Linked DNA regions of Sus scrofa: all the other regions are linked to region 3. The links are chromatin contacts, called in public Hi-C and HiChIP or PLAC-seq maps. All regions are on one chromosome and are shown on one strand. Each heading gives the region's core, a stretch centred on a gene start, on an enhancer-like site or on the middle of the called end of the contact. The rest is flanking DNA. Distances are from core to core; before and after follow the strand shown.

The links. Hi-C and Micro-C count contacts between places; a contact is called where the count stands out from the background. HiChIP or PLAC-seq counts read pairs in DNA pulled down with a chosen protein or histone mark.
Region 1: a contact with region 3 is called in a Hi-C map of heart right ventricle, with 1.9 times the contacts expected there. The contact joins the promoter of CBFA2T2 here to the promoter of ZNF341 in region 3. A contact is called at or near these places in 1 of 47 Hi-C or Micro-C datasets (heart right ventricle) and 1 of 2 datasets of contacts at active chromatin or transcription factors (alveolar macrophages).
Region 2: a contact with region 3 is called in an H3K27ac HiChIP or PLAC-seq map of alveolar macrophages. The contact joins the promoter of RALY here to the promoter of ZNF341 in region 3. A contact is called at or near these places in 2 of 5 promoter capture datasets (fetal liver and liver) and 1 of 2 datasets of contacts at active chromatin or transcription factors (alveolar macrophages).

The regions. Positions count from the first base shown.
Region 1 is chr17:36,988,673-36,991,372 of Sscrofa11.1, forward strand. It overlaps CBFA2T2 (protein CBFA2T2), which reads left to right and starts at 1,403. Exons shown (of 11, transcript XM_021078106.1): 1 at 1,403-1,608. The coding sequence starts at 1,575.
Region 2 is chr17:37,446,192-37,449,154 of Sscrofa11.1, forward strand. It overlaps RALY (RNA-binding protein Raly), which reads left to right and starts at 1,636. Exons shown (of 10, transcript XM_001929104.6): 1 at 1,636-2,137.
Region 3 is chr17:37,222,372-37,225,241 of Sscrofa11.1, forward strand. It overlaps ZNF341 (zinc finger protein 341), which reads left to right and starts at 1,588. Exons shown (of 16, transcript XR_002339879.1): 1 at 1,588-1,727.

The sequences.
Region 1 (2,700 bases), core at 153-2,652, 230 kb before region 3:
TTAACACACTGAGCAATGCCAAGAATCGAACCTGCAACCTCATGGTTCCTAGTCGGATTTGTTAACCACTGAGCCACGAAGGGAACACCATGTTTATTCATTCTTTGTTTTTTTGTTTTGTTTTTTGCCATATCCGAGGCATGCAGAAGTTCTGTGGCCAGGAATATCATGCTATAGCAGTGACCTGACCCACAGCAGTGACAATACCAGATCTTTAAGACACTTAGCCACCAAGGAACTCCTCTTTGTCCATTTTTCTATCAAATTATTTTTCTTATTAGTTTTAAGGAGTTCTTTATTTTGAATATTCTTTGTTGAATATGTTGCCAATATTTTATCTCAGTCCTTTGCTTATAAAAGACAAGCAAATCAAGAGAACTTTGTTTACAGTATCTTTGTACATAGAGGAGTTTGGAATTATTAATCTCTTGCTTTAATTTTAATCCCTGTTTTTGAGACTTTGGGAGGCAGAATAGTTCAGAGTAGCTCAAAGAACTGGGTCTTAAGTCAGAGTTCCTCGCTTCCAATCCCACCTCTGCTTTTTGCTAACAATAACCAGTGGATAAGGTATTTGGTGGAAAAATCCCTTTTTGCATTTGTAGAAAAGTGAGAATGATGATATTTTTCTCTCTCATTGTGAGGATTAACTGTATGGCGTGTATAAAAATAGCTCTACATAATGATAGCCAACAATTATTAATTTTATGGAAATGACATTTTATTTTTATATTTTTATTTTTATTTTTTGCTTCTTGGGGCTTCGCCTGTGGCATATGGAAGTTCCGGCTAGGGGTTGAATAGGAGCTTCAGCTGGGGGCCTACAGCACAATCATAGCAATGCATGATCCTCTGAGCTGCGTCTGCAATTTACACCACAGCTCACGACAACACTTGCCCGATACTTAACCCATTGAGGGAGGCCGGGGATCCAACCGGCATCTTCATGAATACTAATCAGAGTTTGTTACCACTGAGCCATAATGGGAACTCCTGGAAATGGCATTTCAGACATTTGAAACACTGCAGGCCAAAAAGGGGAAGTGACTCGCCAAACGACAGGCATAAAAAACGACTAGACCTTAATCTCTACAACTCAGGTGAGGCGGTGTCCCTCCCCCCTAAGCTCCTCCCCCTAGGGCTCCGCCTCTGGGCTCCAGTCACTTTCCTCACCACAGCAGGAATCCCAGTGTCTGAAGATTGGGCCGTGCACGTGATGGGCGCGCGTGACGCAGGCGGGGCGGGACTGAGAAGCAGGATGCTCCGGGATAGGGTGGTAGGTTCGCGCGGAAGGGGCGGGGCAGGTCAGGGGGTTGGAGTTTAGTGGGAACTCGTCTTGGGGCCGGGCTTCCGCGTGCGTTGGCCTGGCAGGCGAGAGCGCGCGGCGGGGCGTGCCAGGCGAACGGGGCGGGGCCATCTGGGGGGCGGGGCGGCGCGCGGCCTAACGGTGGCGTTGGCGGCGGCAGCAGCGGCGGCTCTGGGGTTGGAGAGCTTGGCGGCTTCAGGTCCCGCGGAGGCTCCTGCGAGGGACCCGGGCCGCCGGTGGAGGCGGAGGCGCTTGGCGTTGGCGCTCGGCGATGGTGGGCGTCCCCGGAGCGGCCGCCTTCCAGCGTAAGCGGGGCGGGAAGGCGGGCGGCTGAGGGGGGCGTGTGAGGGGCCTGCGGCTCCACAAGCGCGAGCTCCCGGGAGGCCCCCAGCGCGAGGCCGGGGTGGTAAACTGAGGCCCCAAGAAGGGCGGCAGATCCAAGGTCATGAGGCAGGCCGGGCCTTCCTGGGCTCCCGTGGCCGCCCGAGCGTCTCCTGCACTGCTCGAGGGCTCGGAGCTCATGGACTGAGCGAATCTGTGGGGACCGCGGCCTCGCAGCCGCGGCCGGGCTGGCGTCCATCGAACTTGCCCGCGGACAAGGATTGTTTTGTTCTCCCGGCTCCGGGGCCACAAAGTCCGACCCTGGAGAAGTAGTACACACGCCCAATTTCGAGGGGTGTGTGGCGGATGGTATAGGAAGCGAGGATGTTGCCTCCGAGGGGCCTGTTGAGTGCCGACTCAGGGGTTGGTCTGCCTGGGTTTCCATCCCGGTTCCCCCACTCACAGGCTGTGACCTTGGGTCTCTTCGAGCCTCGATTTCCCCTTCTGCAAAATGAAGATGTAAAGAGCATCTTCAGCCCCTCCCTACCCCAGTTGTGGGTTTTGTGTGTCCAAGTGGGAGGCTTGGCATGGACTTTAGCACATACACAAGTGTGGAAATTGTCATTACTATAATCGCTAATAAACCTCGTCCAGGGTGAACCTCACTTGGAAAAGCTTTAGATTGGTCTCTGGTTTTTTGTTTGTGTGAGATTTTAATTTTGTCTTTGGTTAGTCCTGCTTTATGATCCAATTGCTTTTCTTACCTCCATTTTTCCTTTTTAGCATTTATCTACTGTTCCTCCTAGAATCATAAGATCTTTGGGGGCGGGGTGGGTCTCTTAATAACAACGATAAAATTTTAATTGTTTCTTGTTACAGTAGCAATAATAGCCAACATTTTTTTTTGAGCAGTAGGCTTTTTGCATTCTATTCATTTAATATTTATTAAATCATCTATTAAGTAAAAAGTACCATTTTGGCTCTGGGAATATAGGAACAACTAGATAGACCAAACTCAAGCTTCGAGTTTATTTGGGAGGAGGGGGAAGAGACATGTTAAATGGGGAAACAAATCC
Region 2 (2,963 bases), core at 386-2,885, 220 kb after region 3:
GCTTGGGTCACTGCTGTGGCATGGGTTCAATCCCTGGCCCAGGAATTTCTTCATGCCATGAGCATGGCAAAAAAGAAAAAAAGGAAAAGAAATACCATAAAGGAAATGAACAAGAGACCAAATATCTTATAAGCTGGGTGTTCAGGGAAGGCCTCTGAGGAGGTGATTTTTTTTTTTTTTTTTTGTCTTTTTGTCTTTTTTGTTGTTGTTGTTGTTGCTATTTCTTGGGCCGCTCCCGCGGCATATGGAGGTTCCCAGGCTAGGGGGCTCCCGCGGCATATGGAGGTTCCCAGGCTAGGGGTTGAATCGGAGCTGTAGCCACCGGCTTACGCCAGAGCCACAGCAACGGGGGATCCGAGCCGCTTCTGCGACCTACACCACAGCTCACGGCAACGCCGGATCGTTAACCCACTGAGCAAGGGCAGGGACCGAACCCGCAACCTCATGGTTCCTAGTCAGATTCGTTAACCACTGCGCCACGACGGGAACTCCTGAGGAGGTGATTTTAATCAGAGATGTAAGGCATAAGAAGGAACCAGAAGTTAGAAGAGGTGGGGGGAGAACATTCCTGGTCTTGGTCTTAGTTGTCATCAACTCTAATTTGATTTCTCTTCCTTTTCAAGGGAAGAGTCAGAGGTTATCAAACTACACAAGTGTAGCTATAATGGCTGGTCTGGGCAGGATTAATTTCAAACTGTGTCCAGTGCTGGGGAAATCCCGTCTCCTAGGCAGGTTTTGGGGGATGTGATGGGAAAAATACAATAATAGGCCGGACAATGCAAGTCTATAGCTGAGGGCTGAAGGTCTTACTGTCCTCACAGTGGAGGCTAGAACACGGATCTAGGTGAGAGTTCTCACAGGAGAAATATTTAGGAGGGAGGACACACATCCAGACCCACATCAAGTTACAAAAAATTTCCAAAAGGGTAAAGTTATTTGAATTTAACCTTTTTTCAGGTCCTCCCCAGACACGTCCTCATGACAGTGTCTTCTCCCAGACCCAACTGGCAGCGTGGATCCTCGCCCAGTGCACACACCAGGTTCCCTGTAAGTGAAAGGACCTTGCCTTCCTTCCTACTTCTCTTCCGCATCCCTCGAGCACTGCCCACCGCCAACTTGTTTGGGCCGCGTCTTCAGGCCCCGCCCACCTCCAGTCCCAGCCCTACACACACCCCCGGTCACCCTTTCGGTCCCGCCTCCTTCCGGCTCCTTCCCAGAGTGGCCACCTTTGGGCCCCTTCTCCCGGCTCGGCTTCCGGGCCCGCCTCCTTCTGCCCGGCTTCAATCTTTCCTCGGGTACTGGGTTTCTTTCAACCCCGCCTCCAGACCCCTCCTCTAAGAGCCTCTCCTCCCCCAGACTCGCCGGGCCTCCCTCCACCCTTGACGTCTCCTTTGGGCAAACCTCCATTTAGCCCCGCCCACACCCCTCCTCTCACACACTGCCCGGGTTCTCCACTCTGCGAGGCCTCCACTGTCTTCCATACCTGTGTCGCGCGTCTCTGCTCTCTGGCATCATCACCCTCTCCGCCCTGCCCCGCCTTCCGCTTCATACTGGTTTAAGCAAGTCTCTCTCCGCCCTAGCTCCGCCTCCCCAACCTCCCATCTCTGTCCCTCCTCCCCATCAAGCCCCGCCCTGGCCCCGCCTTCCTTTTCTCCCCGCCGAAGCTCTGGACCTTTCCAAAGCTAGACTGGAGAGGTGGGACGAGCCCTTGCGCGTGGGGGGCCGGGCTGTGTCAGGGCGACGCTACGGACTCCTCGCGCTTGAGTCGCCGTGCCCTTTGGAGACAGAGGCGGGGGAAGAGGGCGACTGGGCCACGGCCGGAGCGGCGGGCGGCGCGGAGCCCGCTCCGTGCTCCCCTACCCCCGCGCGCCTCAGTGGTGCTGGCCGAGGGAAGGACTCGCGGCTGCGGGGCTCGCGCGGCTGTCAGTGCGGCGGGGCGCGCGAGCAGCGCGGCTGCGGGGTGGGCTGAGCAGAGAGAAGCTGAGGGGGCGGTAGCGGCAGCGGCGATTCGCGTGCCTGTGCTCAGCTCCTCACGCCGCGGCCGGGGCCGCCTTCTCCCTCCTTCCTTCCCGCCCCCGAGTGCGGCGGTACCGCCTCCTTCAGCGCCGCGCGGCTTCCTCCAGACCTCCGTGCGCGGGTGAGTGGGGGCCGCGGGCGTCTTCTTAAAGGTGCGGGGAGGGGGTGCTCCTTATTCCTTTTTGGTCACCTACCTCCTGGCGCGGGCCGTCGCCTATTTTTAGAAACTCTTTTCTCGGCCATTCGGGGAGTCCCGGGAGCCCGAGTAACTCCCGGCCCCCTCCCCCCGCACCTTCCCTCCACCCGGGCTCGCCGCCCCGGGTCGCCGGCCCGCCCGCGCCCGCTCCCGGCTGCCCTGGCGTTCCCTCCCCGCCATCTCCCCGCGGGCCGGGCCTGGGCCAGGAGTTGGCGGGGTGGGCCGGCGCCCGCTTGGAAGTTGGAGTCTTTTGTGCTCGCGCCCCGCCCCGCCCGGCGAGGGGAGGAGGGGGGAGCGGAGGCCGCGCTGGGGAGGCCTTGGGCGGGCCGGGCTCTGGCTCCGGCCGCGAGCTTCTTCCGGTTCTCCCTCTCGGGCAAGGTTTGCGGGCTCCCGGAGGCGCGCAAAACTGGTCCCGCCTCGCTCCCCACGGGCCTGAGCGCCTCCTCGGTCCTGGGCTCGTTGCACACCCAGGGCTTGTGGAGGAACAACAGCAGGCCCAAGACCGGGGCCGTGTTCCGCACCTCACGCACGCAGCCTTTTGGCCTCAGTTCGCTTCTCAGTGCAAAAGGAGAAAGAAAGTCGCTTCGCAGGGTGATTGTGGATTCAGGGAGAGAACAGATATTTGAGGGAAGTGTTTACTACCAACAGGTAACATTTAATGGACTTGACTCGGGAACTTCCTAAGTCTTATTTCATTGAATGCTCACAATGGCCTTCTGGGGTTATCCCCATTTACACAAGCAGAAATCCA
Region 3 (2,870 bases), core at 338-2,837:
GAACTGAGATCTCACACATACTGTGGCAAAAAAAAAGGAAGAACAGTTATGTTGAGAAACTCGCAGAGGATAGATGATGAAAATCTGGGGCCACTGGATCAATGGGAATGTTAAAATGTTGGTGTCCAGTATCCCTTCCCAGAGAGTCAATGGGAAGCAGGGTTTGGGGCTTGAGGTGGATTCTGGGTCTCAAGGGTTTCCAGAAAAGGAGGCAGGGCACAGAGTCTGGGAGATGGGTGGGTTCTCTGTGGGGGCATTTGCATATAGCTAGCTGCGCAAGGGGGACTAGGAAGGGGAGGGGTGCTGTTTGGGGTGGGGAGTGGTGTTCAGAACAGGACGTGGAGTTCACAGTAGAAATGGGCCTTTAGTCAGAGGATCTTCGAGGCAATTTATCAGGAACAGGAGCTTGCAGTGTTCTACAATGACAGTGGAGTTTTAACTTTTTTTTTTTTAATTTTAGGAGTTATCTATTTAGAAACTGAAGATGTGGTTTTTTGATTATTGCTTTGAATGAGGCTAAAACATGTATTTAAGAAAAAAGAATGAGATGTTTAGAGTCAAATCCATGGTAGTCCAGTTGTAGGAGGATATGGCCATGCCCATGGGAGAGATTGTCATTGCTGGCACAGCTACCCCCATGCACACCTCAACACTTCTTTGTGGCCCAAGTGTACATACTTTGAAACTACATCACAACTTGTCCTGACCTAATTTTCAAAACGTAATGTCTATTTGCTTCCCCCCACTCCTAACTCCATGGAAAAGGACCACTGTACTCCTGGAGTTACTATAGGACTTAGTAGGTCCTCAATGAGGAGCTGATGAAGCATAAAAAAAGATGATGGGGGATCCAAATGAGGGGCAGGAGGATTTTTGGGAGACCTGGATGGGCTTTCTCTGAGGCTGGCCAGAGTGGTGCTGAGGTGGGCATTGGGAGTTTATGTAACAGAAATAGGGTTTCCAAGAAGCAGGGGAGAAAGTCCGTGTATAGAGGGAATGAAGGTTCCCAAAAGGCGGAAATGGAGGTTTCTGTAACGGAAATCTCTTGAAGTGACAGGGGATTAAGACCAGGCAGAGATGGGGGTCATGTGAGGAGAAGTTGGTGGCTTCCAATAGTTAGAGATGGTCACTGAGGGAGGAGGGAATGAGAAGCCTATGATAAGGGATGGGAATCCGTGTTACACAGCTGGAGCAGGAGTCCTGTATTAAAGTGGAGATGGGGGCGTTGGTGAGATGCGTAAGATGGGAATGGGGTTGGTTTGCACAGGCGAGGGTTCTGTGTGCGGTGCAAATATTCGGTCCGTGTCGCAGAGTTGGGGAGGGTCTCACGCAGCAGGACGGAGGTCTGTATCACAGAGTTGAGGGTCACGTCCGGTGTTGTGGGGCTGGAGGTCCAGAAAACTGGGAGGTCCCTGTGTACAGCAGGGATGGGGTCGATGTGCAGAGTCGGGGGTTCAAGTGAGGCAGGGATGGGGTCAATGGGCGCCGGTGGCTGGGTCATTTAGGCGGGACTGGGGTAGCCCCAGGATGGTGGGGGTCCTGTGAGGCCATTACTGGCTTTCCCAATTGGGGTGCCCGAGTTTCAGCGGCGGCTCCCGGGCGCCCCCTGGCGGCCCCGTTCTCGCCGCCGCCGCCTCGGCTCCCACAATGCTCGCGCAGCCGGGCTTCGGGCTCTGGTGGCAGCGGCAGCTCCAAGATGGCGCAGACGATCTTCGAGGCCCTGGAGGGTGAGCCGCGGCGAGGCCGGGGGAGGCGGCTGTTCCGAATTGCGCCCCCTCCCGCCGCGCCCTCGCAGCGCCGGGCCCAGGGCGCGTGGCGGCCGCGGGGCGGAGGGCGCCAGGGCCGGAAGAGCAGCGGGGCGGGAGGGGCACGAATGGGAACAGCCGCGGGAGCCGAGGGCCGGCGGGGGTAGGGGCCAGCGGGGCCGGAACAGCAGCCGAGTTGAGGCGCAGCGGTGATGGGGGGGGCGCCTCAGGATCGGAACAGCCGCGGGAGCTGAAGCCCGACGGGGAGGGGCAACGGGACAGTAACAGCGGGGGAGAGAAGGCCCTGGGGTGGGGGGGAAGCACTGGGACCGGAACAGCCGGAGAAGGCTGGCGCAGCGCGGGGGGGAAGGCGGTCTCGGGCCGGAACAGCGGCAGCCTCCCGGGCCTCGGGCTGTTGCCGGGGTGGGGGTAGAGAAGGCTTCCTGGAGGGAGCAGCTGCGGGGAGGAAGAAGCCCCGCCGGGTCTGGAACCGGGGGAGGCTGCGCTGCTGAAGGGAGGCCTGGGAATGGCTGCCCCCAGAGGGACGGTGGTACAGAAGCGGTGCGGGGTTGGAGGGGCCGGGCCAGGTGTCCTGGCCGTGAAGAACTTGTATTGAGCGCCAACTGTGTGGTTTGGGCTCAGACATAGTGTCCAATTCAGAAGGAAAGGATCAGCGCCACCTTTGTGCAAGGTTGGCCTCGGTGCTCACCGACAGAAACCAGCAAACTCTGGGTACCTACTTTGTGGACCATTTCGGCGTGCAGAGTTTTATAAACTCAGAGCAAGAAAGGATGGATGCCAACATTGTGGTTGCTCTGGGAATTGTGAGCTTTGGAGACAGGAAGACACTGAGAGTGTCCTTGTGTGCCTTCTGGGAGTTGGAGAGGAAGCCTCTTCGGATCCAGGGCCATGGCCAGCTTGATGCTGGGGGGCCACAGACTCAAGAATGTTTTTGGAGGCATGAGATATGTATACACAGAGGTAGTGCAGGTACCGAAAATAGGCTAGACTGGTGGTATGTGGCTGAGGCTTTGAGTCCTGCACTGGCCAGGTCTCAGTCTTGTCTCTACTTGGAGGATCAGAGTTCTCAGCATGAAATGTGTATTCCTGCCCCCATCTGGAAAG